Regions from separate parts of the Hordeum vulgare genome. Here region 1 is linked to region 2. Evidence: chromatin contacts called from public Hi-C data. All regions are on one chromosome and are shown on one strand. The core of a region is the stretch at or near the end of the contact, and the rest is flanking DNA. Distances in the headings are between cores, read along the strand shown. Region 1 holds the start of LOC123438165. Region 2 holds the start of LOC123437999 (carotene epsilon-monooxygenase, chloroplastic).

The links. Hi-C and Micro-C count contacts between places; a contact is called where the count stands out from the background.
Region 1: a Hi-C map of seedling shows a contact between it and region 2, with 4 times the contacts expected there. The contact joins the promoter of LOC123438165 here to the promoter of LOC123437999 in region 2. A contact is called at or near these places in 2 of 6 Hi-C or Micro-C datasets (leaf and seedling).

What each region holds. Positions count from the first base shown.
Region 1 is chr1H:371,620,781-371,627,487 of MorexV3_pseudomolecules_assembly, forward strand. It overlaps LOC123438165, which reads right to left and starts at 4,541. Exons shown (of 1, transcript XM_045115758.1): 1 at 3,159-4,541. The coding sequence starts at 4,170. The coding sequence ends at 3,367. It overlaps LOC123438108 (tetratricopeptide repeat protein SKI3), which reads right to left. Exons shown (of 20, transcript XM_045115754.1): 18 at 6,039-6,682; 19 at 5,170-5,373; 20 at 4,639-5,069. The coding sequence ends at 4,867. LOC123438134 (short-chain dehydrogenase TIC 32, chloroplastic-like) reads right to left here and starts at 3,025. Exons shown (of 9, transcript XM_045115757.1): 1 at 2,845-3,025; 2 at 2,486-2,720; 3 at 2,261-2,340; 4 at 1,605-1,758; 5 at 1,435-1,513; 6 at 1,279-1,363; 7 at 1,033-1,079; 8 at 779-925. The coding sequence starts at 2,950.
Region 2 is chr1H:370,848,079-370,854,744 of MorexV3_pseudomolecules_assembly, forward strand. It overlaps LOC123437999 (carotene epsilon-monooxygenase, chloroplastic), which reads left to right and starts at 4,328. Exons shown (of 12, transcript XR_006629190.1): 1 at 4,328-4,874.

The DNA of each region.
Region 1 (6,707 bases), core at 3,291-5,790, 770 kb after region 2:
GCGTACGGCCATGCCGATGGTCGTACTCCTCCGTCTCCCGGACGAGGAAGCTCGGCGCTGGCGAGAGGCCGCGGTTGGTCCATCTCTTCGCCCCGCGCTTCCTCGTGGCGTCGGAGCGGACGCGTCGCTCGTGCTCGGGGTCGTTGCCGCCACCGGATCTGCTGCCGGAGCCGCGTCCGGAGCTCCACATGCGGCCCCACATGGCGGTTGGAGGCGGAAGGTAGTCGCCGGCGGCGAGAAATGTGGAGACGGGGGGTGGGGAATTGCATGGCTCGGGCGGCGGCGGGGATAGGGTCTCGACCAGCAAACACACCGCGGAACCGTAGATATAGTGGTCGGGGCATGCGGTTTGCTGGCCGCGGCAAATTCTTTTACGGACCGAACGAGTATGCGGGCTCTGTTCTATCAGGAAAAATGGGCCGAACCCGCATACTCAGCCGAAATTTTATGAATTTACCTCTTTTACGGGGTCTGCTAGAAGTTGCTCTAAGAAGCATAGGTAGGTTATCGAAGTGCATAAACAGATGAGAACTGTAAAGATTGTTGCATTCTGATTGGACAAACTACATGCATTTATTCCGTGTTAGCAAAGGATCCATCAAGACGGTTGGTTCAAGACTTCTAGACCAAAAATAATACCAAGAGAAATTGATAATTACAACTGACAGTAGCCATGCTCCTGTCTTGCTCTGAAGTAACTGAATGTAGAAGTAGCAGAAATTAGAGTGTACACGGAACAATCTATTTATCTGAAACCGGCATATCAAGAAGACACTACCTGCAAGCTGAAGTTCCACAGCTTCTTGGCCAACTCTGCATCTACAGCTTGCGAGCTTGGGTTTGCTATATTACAATTGCCGAAGTATTTACCAGTTATCCCCTGGACTTGAGGGTGCATCGCCACATAACATGTTGTTGCAGCACCCTGAATGAACGTAGCATGATGTTCTCTTCAGCCATTGAAATGCATAATATGTTCTACCAAGAAGGCAAAAACAACAGTGAATTATGAAACCGTGAGAGTATGTTCACCTGTTCGATGCTCCTGCTTATGATTCTTCCAACAGTATTCATCAGAGCTGCAATGGCATACATGCAGTAAGGTTATACTCCCTCCGTCCCAGAATAATAAGTGTCGCAAAATTTGTACTAAGTTAGTACAAATTTTATACTAGACCAACGACACTTATTTTGGGACGGAGGGAGTATATATCAGTTCAAGATGGTCGGCTCTGGATTTCTCGGAAGACCAAAAAATTCCAGTGATCTGAGAGTTACCGCTCACAATAGTCCTGTTCCTGAAAAGGCTTGTGGCGATGATCCCGGGATGTACCGTGTTCGCTGAAATGTTCACCCCTTCATCCTGTACACGAAATTATTTTGAATTTCTTCTCTTCAAGCATTCATTCAGGTGGCAAAGAATCAACGTTGTACCTTGAGAATCCGAGACAGCTCATTTGTGTGCAGAATGTTTGCAAGCTTCGACTGACCATAAGCAATGAAACTGTTGAAGCTGTAAGCATTGCAAACCTGTTACTTCCCCAATTTTGTGAGGGCTGGAGATGGTTCATTCATTCGGCTTTGTCTAGCTGACAACAGATTACCCTGAAGGATCAAGCACTTTGTCGAAGCATATCCCTTCGGCGTACGTCATGATATGCCCCGCCGATGATACGTTGACGATCCTTCCTTCGACGCCGCTGTCCCGGCACGTGATCTTCATGTTCTCCAGCAACAGGTTCGTCAGAAGGAAATGCCCTGCCATTGGAGTCAACAAGCTGCTCCACTGTGAGCATCAACCACATAACCCACAGACTGCTCGAACTGACACAAACGTCTAAGAACTAACCCTGAACTTTGAAACCGTCTAAATACAACCCTGAAATGCCAAAACCGGTTAAATTTCAACCCTGCCCTCGCCTCAAACCTGCTAAATACGAATTCCGGTCGAATGTTTTTGTCTGTTTGGCAAAAGGTTTAGAACTCTCCTAGATTGATCACCATGGTAGCGTTGATTTTACAGGTTTTCTTATTTATTTTCTGGACACTTACAATTTTCTTATCAAATTTTGACCAAACAATGGGCTGAATATGTATTTTGCTTGTATTTTCTAATTGGAAGGTTCCATATTACAACGCTGGAATGTCTCTAAAATTCTTAGACATTTGTAGACAGTTCAGGGTTGAAATATAAAAAACTTCTCCGAGGGAACAAATGCACACGAGTATCGAGTGGACAGCTCGAGCTGATTGTGAGTACCGATGTGGTTCGTCGCAAAGTGCAGCTCCAGGCCGTCGCAGGAACGGGTGCAGTCCCTCGCCATGACTCCAGCGTTGTTGCTGTCGAGAAGATGCAAGAAATTGAAATTAAGCTCCCGGTACGTGCAACCATTGGCGAGTTCTCTGTTCTAGAGCATTCTTGATGCAAATGGCAGAGGCGGATTGGATGGGATGTTGTTGTGGAGGATGTGTTCTTGGTTCTTACATTAGGATGTTGAGGGGCAGGTTCAGGGAGGCGAACTCTGCGGCGAATCTCCTCACGGAGGCCATGGAGCTAAGGTCCAGCTGCAGCACGTCCAGCTCCGCGCCGCCGCGGATCTCGGCCTGGATGGCCTCCTTGGCCCTGACCCCCGCGGAGACGTCGCGGACGGCCATGACGACGCGCACGCCCCGCAGCGCCAGCACGCGCGCCGTCTCCCGCCCGATGCCTCTCGACGCACCTGCGCCGAGAGCGACCTCGCCGGTGTCAGCTCACGAGGCTGCCATGGCTGCAGCCGCTTCCAAGATTCGACGAGGACAGCATGCTGACAGCTCACCGTGTAAGCGGAAAGTGGAAGGAGGTACCTGTGATGACGGCGACTAGGCCGCGGCCGTCGATGCCGGCGGTCACCTCCTCGGCCGTGGAGGCGCCGGCGAAGCCCGAGGGGCCCTTGCGGTAGAACCACCACATCAGTCGGTCAGCAGTCAGCACTCAGCAGGCAGCAGCAGCTCAACAGGTTCGGGATGGGCTAAAATGATTCGATTCCGACGTTGTAATGTTGTATGGACATGAAGACGAAATGCATGTGAGTTCAGTCAGCAGTGTCGAATTCTTTTTTTTTCTGGCAGAGGTACCCAACACAATGATGGGTTCGGAACTCTCTACTCGAATTTGGAAGTTTTCAGATGAACATTCAAATTCAAGATTTGCATGCAGTACAGGCTACAGGGTACCAGTTTCATTCGCTGACATCTAGTGAGAAATTTTACATTACATGGCCAAAATATTCGGGCAAGGGAGAAAAGCAACAAACTACTGGAGTAAAACAAGCAACGCGGCGTACGCAGCCATCACAGGAACGCGCTGTGAGACGGCATGTCATCTATCTACGAATCCTTCTTATCTTCACTGCCGTCGCCGTCGTGGTGGGTGCGCGCCGTGCGGTCGACGCCGTCGTCGCAGTAGTACCTCTGGAGCGCCCTGGGCAGGTAGAAGGGCAGCAGGAAGGCGAAGAGGTTGGCGCCCCAGAAGGCCATGTTGGCCAACGCGAGCACCCTCCCGGCCACCACGCGCCGCTGCGCCACGCCGGGGCCGCCGCGCTTCTCCTCCATCTCCTGCCGGAGCCACTCCCCGGCGGCGAACATCCTGCGCACGCTGTACATGACCGGGACAGCGGCCCTGACGGGGAGCGAGAACCGCCACGGGAAGGCGGCGGCGAGGCCCTCGGTGAAGACCTGCGCGGAGAGCAGGAACGCGTGCGGGGCGGCGGCGGCGATGCCCGTGGTGTCCCCCGACCGGAGGCCGTCGAGGATGTAGAGCGCCGGGAGCGCGGCGCCGACGAGGAAGCCGCCGACGGTGTGCGCGGCGAGGAGGAGGCGCGCGGGGCCGAGGAAGACGGGCGCGGACGGGTCGGGCTTCCCGGGGCGCTGCGGGAAGGCGAGGGACGCGAGGAGGAGGAGGTAGGGGAGGAGCAGGACGGCGAAGGCGACCTCCGAGAGCGGCACGGTGGTGGAGAAGGCCAGCACGGCGGCCGCGCCCAGCGTGTTGAGCTGCTTGATGGAGAAGAGGTAGTAGTGGTGGTGCGGGCGCGCCGTCGGCGAGGTGGGCGTAGGGTGCAGCGGCGGCGGCGGCTGCCCCATCGACGGCAGCGCGATGCCGCCCCCCGCCGTCGGGCCCACGCCGCCGGACATCGATCGGCGGTGACCGGAGAGCTGTCGCGGCGTTGGCCTGTCGGTCGGTCTGTTGCGGTACGAGGTGGCGGGCGGCAGCGTTGGCGGGTGAGAGAGTGAGGTGTCCCCGGTGCAGTGCGCGGGGGGAAAGGTTAAGGCGACGGGTGGATGGGGTGCGTGGCGCGCTCTGGTGCTCGGCTCGCCATGGCGCGCCGCGTGTGGAGGCTCTTCGGATTATCTTACTGGCCTCGGAGCCTGCGAGGAACAGCGCGGCTCGGGTCGGGCTACGTGTTCCCGGCGTGTCCTTCACGGACTTGCGCTCTCCACCGAAAAGTGCGTGCTCGGCGCAAGGAACTTTCTCGAAACAGGGTGATTCGAGGTTTAGAACCAAGTAGGCACTCCACTTGTACCGGAGCAGATGATAAACGATCCCGAAAGCAGAAAGAAGAGTAGATTACCCCACTGATGCATGCAGTATGCTGCTTGAGCTGGGATAAGAAGACTCTGACGCTTCTTTTTTTCTTTCCTTGCATGCAGTCTCAACTCCCAGCTCCTACCACTAGAGGGAAATGTTAGAAAGAAACTATGTTTACAACAACAAATACACTTCGCCAGAGCACCTCATGGGCTCATAGCAAAGAGGTCTACACGACACAAATTACGCTACAACTCCGTTAAACTGATTCTGCTACGTCCGTCTCAGCTACAAGACCGAGGCTACACGTACACAAGCTGCAGCAAGGCCTTCCAGTACCGGGAGCACGACGGGTTCTGGTGTATCGCCCTCAGAAGCCACGCCCCGGGACTCTGCATCGTCTCCACCAACTGCTGCTGCTTCTTCTGCTGAGGACCTGCCACCGCTGCAGTCGACTGGCTCGCCAGAAGATGCATTTGGAAGTAGAGCTCGGCAGGCCGCAGTTCTGCGCGAATCGAAACCAGGAAACGATCAGATAAAAATGAAATGAACGTTTTATCTGAGCAGTGCTCTTTGAAGCTCTGAGCTTCAGTTTCGGTTAAGACCTGGGGGCCAAGAGAACCACTCGAGGCGAAGGTTCTTCTCCCACTTGGCTTTGGAGCCGAGGCTGCCTTCTGCTTGGGCCAGCAGGAGTGACACGATGGGTACGGCAGCTTGAGACTTCTGCTGCGCCTTTCTGAGGCTCGAAGCTGCGCGGGTTATATACTGAGGAGCCGCATACCTCCGGGCAATCTCCATATGCATAGCTCCTGCCAGGGTGATTTTTGATTCAGTATACGGTGGGAACATAGAAAGAAGCAAACTCATCTAACTAATGTTAGTCTCACTTGCTATCACCCCTTTAGATGTAAAAAACGGCATAAAATTTGCAGGCGGTGAACAGAGGTAAAAAACTGAATGGTTGAACAGGATGTGCAGATTCTACCTCCTGGACTAACTAGCAAAGAAATGTGATACCTAAGCATCTACTCCCTCCGTCCCATAATATAAGAGTGGCTCTTATATTATGGGACAGAGGGAGTACTTGGTTACTGTAGCACATAGATGTGAAGAAGCAGAACCCATCAGCTGGTGTTATGTTATGGACAATGTTAAGCTAGGGCCGCAATGCTACTGTGAATGATCATGATCAGGAAACCAGGTGATAAACAAGTCACCCGCAGTGTTACTGTGAATGCTCACTGCCAGCAAACCAGGTGATAAGCAAGTAACTCACACAAGAAGATTCTTCTTTCTAAGTTTCTTAAGCGGATTGCAGGATACTGTGATCATGATGTCTACTGGAGTTTGGAGGTAACAGAACAATCGAGCACAGAATTCAACTCCATATAAGAAGTAACCAAAAAAGTTTCAGGGAAAACTGACAATTAAATAAGCTAACCAAAAAACAGAGAAAAACAACAAACTGGCTTACCATTCAGGAATAAGACACAGCTATCAGCATCCTTTTCAGCACATGCCTGTGCAAGAGCTTTTTCAGCACTTGCAAAGTCCTCATCCCGCATAAAACACTGAGCACATGCTAGGTTAAAAAGAGATGCCCATTTTGATGGGTTGCTACCGTTCCTTTCAATGCATTCTTTGAGATTTATCTCTATTTCATCAGAGCCACGGTTCACTGAACATAGAGATTCAAGTTGCTTGAGCATTACCCAGCCAACCTCAGTATTCGTGCGGTTCTGCAAGCATTTCATGTATTCCTTCCTGGAGTTCGAAAGATCGCCTTGCACCACATAAGCCCGACACAGTTGCAAGTGTGCAAAGAAAGTATCCACACTAGGAGGAGCAACTCCTAGAGCATCTGTAACTTGAGCAATGCCGTTTCCATGGTCATCAGATTGCAAACTAACCTCTGAAAACAAAAGAAGTAGCAAGTACTTCTCATAAAGGCTGTGTTTATGCTCTTGTGAATTGCTACTGCTGGACATAATTTGTAAAACCAGCCTCTTCAAAGTGGTACAAATATGTTTGGGGTACTTCTCTTCACGTGCTTTTTGGAAAATAGCAAGCACAAGCAAGTAGCGTGCATCTTGGTTCCATGGTTCTTGATGGACCAACCTTCAAATGAAGTTCCATGCTTAGT
Region 2 (6,666 bases), core at 3,078-5,577:
GATTTTGTTAATACAGGAAAAATTTACGATTTTAGGAACATTTTCCCGAAATTCACAGTTATTCAAATCAAAAACCTTTTTGAAATCTCGAACTATTTTAAGGAAGGAAAAATAAAACGAGGAAAAAACCTAAAGCAAAAAGGAAAAAATGCAAAAAATATAGGAGGGGTGTTCTCGTTGTCTCATGGAGTGGCCCAATAGGGCGTGCATGGAGGGGGGGGGGAGGATGTGCGCGCTAGCTTGTTAGCCTAAAATCACTAATTGATGAGTACTTCTTTCAAAGGTCACTCCTATGTGCTCATAATTGGCGCAATTCATTTGTGTCACTTGGTGCAACGTGAGAGTTTTTCATTTCTTTCGTAGATTTATTATTTCAAAATGTTTTATCTCTCAAACCGTGCGTTCAAATCTCGATCCGTTTTTATCGTTGAATTTTTCGCATCGAGATCTTTAAAAATAGATCTCATGTTGATAGGTTTTGATGATTTTTTTCATGAAAAAAAATAGACGAAAAACCCGTGTCTCTCGCAAAAGAAAAATAAATAGAAAACATGTTTTATTCCGTTTCCGAAAAGAACAGTCATGCCTCTTATGAAAAAAACGTGTTTGTTTTCGTTTTCAAGAGGTACGTCCGTGCTGTTGGGGAACGTAGTAATTTCAAAAAAAAAACCTACGCCACACAAGGATCTATCTATGAAGAAATCAGCAACGAGAGAGGTTGTAGAGCATCTTCATACCTTTGAAGATCGCTAAGCGGAAGCGTTGCTAGAACGCGGTTGATGAAGTCGTACTCGCAGCGATTCAGATCGCGGTGAAATCCGATCTATGCACCGAATGTTGGTGCCTCCGTGTTCAACGCACGTGCAGACTGGTGATGTCTCCAACACCTTGATCCAGCAAGGAGGGAGGAGAGGTTGAGGGAGAGCTCCGGCAGCACGACGGCATGATGATGGTGGAGCTGCGTGTTAACTCCGACAGGGCTTCGCCAAGCAGTACGGAGGACGAGGAGAAGGAGTAGGGTTGCACCGAGAGAGAGGCAATTGTTGTCTCAAATCTGCCCAAAAGTCCTCAATATATATAGGAGGAGAGGGAGGAGGTGCCCACCCTTTAGGGTTTCCCACCCTAAAGGGTGCGGCAGCCCTAGAAGCCAAGGAGGGCGGCAGCCAAGGGTGGAGGGCCCTAGGGTGGGCCTTTGAGGCCCAAGGTGGCCTCCCACGCCTAGGGTTTCCCCTCTCTCCACCCCTTGTGCGCCTTGGGCTGGTTGTGGAGGCGCACCAGCCCACATATGGGCTGGTTCCCACCCACTCTTAGCCCATGTAATAACTTGGGGCTGGTGGCCCTTGCCGGTGGACCCTCGGAACCCTTCCGGTGGACCCCCGGAACATTACCGGTGTCGCCCGAAACAATTTCAGTGACAAAAACCTCACTTCCTATATATAATTATTTACCTCCGGACCATTTCGGAACTCTTCGTGATGTCCTGGATCTCATCCGGGATACCGAACAACCTTCGGTAACCACGTACACTATTCCCCTATAACCCTAGCGTCATCGAACCTTAAGTGTGTAGACCCTACGGGTTCGGGAGATATGCAGACATGACCGAGACACCTCTCCGGTAAATAACCAACAACGGGGTCTGGATATCCATGTTGGTTCCCACATGTTCCACGATGATCTCATCGGGTGAACCACAATGTCGAGGATTCAAGCAATCCCGTATGCAATTCCCTTTATCTACCGGTATGATACTTGCCCGGGATTCGATCGTCGGTATTCCTATACCTTGTTCAGTCTCGTTACCGGCAAGTCCCTTTACTCGTTCCGTAACACATCATCTCGTGGCTAACTCCTTAGTCACACTGAGCTCAATGTGATGATGGATTACCGAGTGGGCCCAGAGATACCTCTCCGTCACACGGAGTGACAAATCCCAGTCTCGATTCGTATAACCCAACAGATACTTTCGGAGATATCTGTAGTGCACCTTTATAACGACCTAGTTACGTTGTGATGTTTGATACACCCAAAGCACTCCTACGGTATCCGAGAGTTGCACAATCTCATGGTCTAAGGAAATGATACTTGACATTAGAAAAGCTTTAGCAGACGAACAACATGATCTAGTGCTATGCTTAGGATTGAGTCTTGTCCATCACTTCATTCCCCAATGATGTGGTCCCGTTATCAATGACATCCAATGTCCATGATCAAGAAACCATGATCATCTATTGATCAACGAGCTAGCCAACTGGAGGCTCACTAGGGACACATTGTGATCTATATATTCACATATGTATTACGGTTTCCGGTTAATGCAATTATCATGAATAATAGACAATTACCATGAACTAGGAAATATAATAATAACCACTTTACTATTGTCTCTAGGGAATATTTCCAACATGTGCTTCTCGCGGTGCCTCTTGCGGAAGCAAATCCGTACCTCTCATAGAAACAAAACAATGTCTCTCGAGAAAGGAAAAAAACACAAAGCACATTTTTTGGGCATCGATAACCACCACACGTGTGCTGGGAATAACACCTGGCCACACGCCCTATGGTCACACATTGGGTCATGTCACTACATACATGCACAAGTAATGAAACTGATGATGTGAGCAGAATTTTTTGTCTTTTTAGTTTTAAGAATGTTTTATCTTTTAAATAAAAAATCCGATTGAGAAATCGTTTTCACCATTAAATCTGCCGCGACGGGATCTTCGAAACTAGATCTTATATTTATATGTTACGATGACCTTTCTTGGTTAAAAATTATCATGTCTATTACACATAAATTGCCATCATGATTACACCCAAATTGTCACGATATATTTCAACTATTTTTCTTCCACGTTTAAGGTAATTTTTGACATGTTATAAAAAAGGGAATTAAGAAACTACATTTTTCATGATCCATGAAATAATTTTGACATGATTCACAAGTAAAAAAGAATTATGCCATTAATTACTTTAAAAATGCATGTCTAATGGCTCAAATTTGACATGAACCATAAACTAAAATTTTCATGATGAATTACTTAAATTTATCATGATACGTGCCTTAAAATGTGTTATGGTTCTTACAAAAAATATTTTCTATGTTTAAAATACTAGAATTGCCATGGTCAAAATACTAAAATTAGCATGATACATGAATGTAATTTGCCATGATGAATTACTAAAAGTTGCCATGATCCATTAACTAAATTTGTCGTGGTTAATTACTAAAATATTCCATGGCCAATTAATAAAAAATTATGTGAAAAGTACTTGAAATACAATGATAGCTTCAAATCTAGAAAAAACTGTTCCTCGCACCAATGAAAAAGGAAAACATGTTTTTTCATGCATTTTTTGTTTTGATTTTTTCCGACCAAAAGGTAAGAAAGACAGTTGAAAAAACAAAACACAAAAAAATGAAAAATCATTTAAAGGGCTAAAAATATGTGCGAAAAAAAATCTAGAGGAAACGTCCTAAACGTGAAATCGTGACGACGACTAAGAACGCGCACGTGACGACGACTGAGAACGCGCCAAGTGGTTGTGCGTGAAAGAAACCTTGAAAGGCTCCCGAAGAAATGCTAGATAGTTGCTCCCTAATTAGAGCATATCTAGCAGAACCAGTATAATGCCCCGACCCGTAAAATAACCGTCTAAATATGTGTCCGCACGAAAAAGTAGCAACGATCAGAACCCGCAAACGCGTTGGACCCATAAATATTTTTGGGAGGCGTGGTAAAAAGCTTCTCTCGATCTGAAAAACACAGTTTTCGCTTCGATTCTACGGTGCCATGTATCGAAAAAGTAGTTTTTGCATCTGATGATGCATTTTATCGAGGTTTCATTTTTTGTGCTGCATAATTTTTCTCATCACCATATGCATATGCATCACCCATTGGAGCAGCGTTATTATCCAAGGTAGTCTAAACCGCGGTTTTTAAAGCACTGTGGCATCATTTCTGGCACGTAAAAATCACTCATAAAATGCATCATCAAACCAACATAACATTTATTTGAAAGAAAAACTAACATAATACTCTAGCTTTACAGAAAACTACGCTAAGAATTAAGAATAGGATGTACTTCCTCCGTAAACTAATTATAAGAGTGCTTAAATAAATAAAATAATAATTTAAATGTTTTTATATTAGTTTACCGAGGAGTACTTATTTTTGAGAGGCTATAATATTTGAAGATGTGGAGCATGCTGCGTGGAATTTGACGGGCCGTTGGAGATGCTCTCACGGTCTCACTCTCACGCAGCGCTCTCCCTCAAAATAACAATAATAATAAAACCTCATCCTCTTCCTCTTCTCCCTTCTCTCTGTCACACACCCCCACTACTGCTCTCACCCAAACCCGACCCAAATTGACATAACTCCGCGGCGGCCGGCGCGATGCCCGCCGCGGCATTCGCCTCCGCGCTCGCGTCTCCTCCTCCTCCATGGGCCCCACGACCGTCCCCTCGGCACGCTAGCCTCCGCCTGCCCCCGCCAAGGAGCAGCGGCGGCGGAGGGGACAAGCCCACCACGTCGTGGGTCAGCCCCGACTGGCTCACGTCGCTGTCCCGCTCGGTGCTCGGCCGGGGAAACGACGACTCGGGGATCCCCGTCGCCTCCGCCAAGCTCGACGACGTGCAGGACCTCCTCGGGGGCGCGCTCTTCCTCCCGCTCTTCAAGTGGTTCCGCGAGGAAGGGCCCGTCTACCGCCTCGCCGCGGGGCCGCGCGACTTCGTCATCGTCAGCGACCCCGCCGTGGCCAAGCACGTCCTCCGCGGGTACGGCACGCGGTACGAGAAGGGGCTCGTCGCCGAGGTCTCCGAGTTCCTCTTTGGCTCTGGGTTCGCCATCGCCGAGGGAGCGCTCTGGACGGTGTGCTCTCTCTCTCTATCTCTCAAATGTTATTAGCGTCTCCTCTCCCACATCCCAAACTATCAGTTATCATTTTTTTTTTTGGTAGTGATACATGGCAACTGCCTACTATGCTTGTAAGCAGATGGCAACTCTCTCTCTTACCCGAATATGTTATTTTTGCCATGTCTTTTTTGTAGTGTTTTTGTGGCAATTGCCTAGTGTGCTTAGAAGCATATGGCAACTCCATGATATTATTTTTGCCTTGTCTTTCAAGTGTTATATGGCAACTGTCTAGTGTTAGTAGGTGACAACTCTTAAAGTTTTTCAAATCATGGCAACTGTAGTAGACCAGGCCATACATGGCAACAGCTACAGTTGTCCATAAATGACAACTGCACTTGACCTGAGATGGCAACTGCAGTTTGTTCAGACATGGCGATTGCAGCTGGACAATCATGACAACTGCAGTTCAGCAACCATGGCAACTGTTGACAGTCACGCGGGCGTGCGGGACCGTGGGGTAGGAGACCGGGCTTGTGGGCGTTACCTATTTTGCCCACTCGTAGGCGTCTAGGCGGGACCGCGAGACAGGAGGCTGGACGTGTGGGCATTATCTGTTTGGCCCACACGTAGGCGTGTGGGCTGGTTTTCTTAGATACCACACGAGACGTGTGGCAAGACCCCTTAATGCCCACACATGTGGGCGTTATCGCGACCCTATTTCATAAGGGAAATGATTCAAATCACCCGACTGATAACCACGTCTGCGTCTGCCGGCTTCGTGACCTTCAGATCAATTTTAATCAGATGGCTCGGAAGCAATGTATTAACTAGACTAATTTTCGCAACTGAGCCGTTGTTGCAATCCCCCCACCGCAACAAGTAATGTGTTGCGGGATCTGGATCTGGATCCTCTCGTGCTCTCCCGAGCTCCCCGTTAAGCTGACACCTCCATGTGCTGCTCCGACCGCCGCCACTGCTGCTCGCCGCCGGCAGCACACGGACGAGGCTGCCGACAAGCACGCCGGTGAGGTCGCCACTCCCCGTCTCCGTGTGTCCACTTGCGGCCAGTGGCCGTGGCCGCTCGAGCGCGCATGCCGGATCTCCGCTCCAGCCGTCGTTGCCGATCCATGCCGCTCCTGCCCCATGTTGCATCACCTCCACCACCACCATCAATCCATCATTGCATACGCAACTCCCCTTCTCCCTTCCCCAACAAGACCGAGCTTCTGCTCGAGGCCATGACCGCAAGGAATGCAACACATTGGCTTTCTGTAACAAGACATCTGTTGCAATAAAAAACTGCAACAAGAGATCTATTTAAAAAAAATCTCAAAAATATTCTGCAACAAGACCTAGGTTGCAAAAAAATCTGCAAGAAAACATTTGTTACAAATATTTCTGCAACAAGACATGTGTTGCAAAAAGGTTCTCGCAACACGTCTTCTGTTGCAAAAAGGCAATAACGCCTGACCCGGAGATAGGGTCAGATCAGACAGCTCGTAGACCGGCGGATCTTTTAAAAAGATGCGCCGGCCGACGCGTAGCACAGCCCATTTTATAATGGATCAAATGGTTTTGGCTTGGTATTGTAGTTGTAACAGTTTTTTCTAGTATAAACTTGGCCAACCTTACACAAGTTTGACTTAAGACAACAGTTATACACCTTACTTGCTGATATACTATCTGGTACATGGTGTCGGTGTAGCTCCTTCCAATATGACTTAACAAACTATAGGTGCTGGACTGGACATCATGGTCAAAATACAAAGATGACAATCTATACTTCGATTAAAGTTTACTTAGTGTG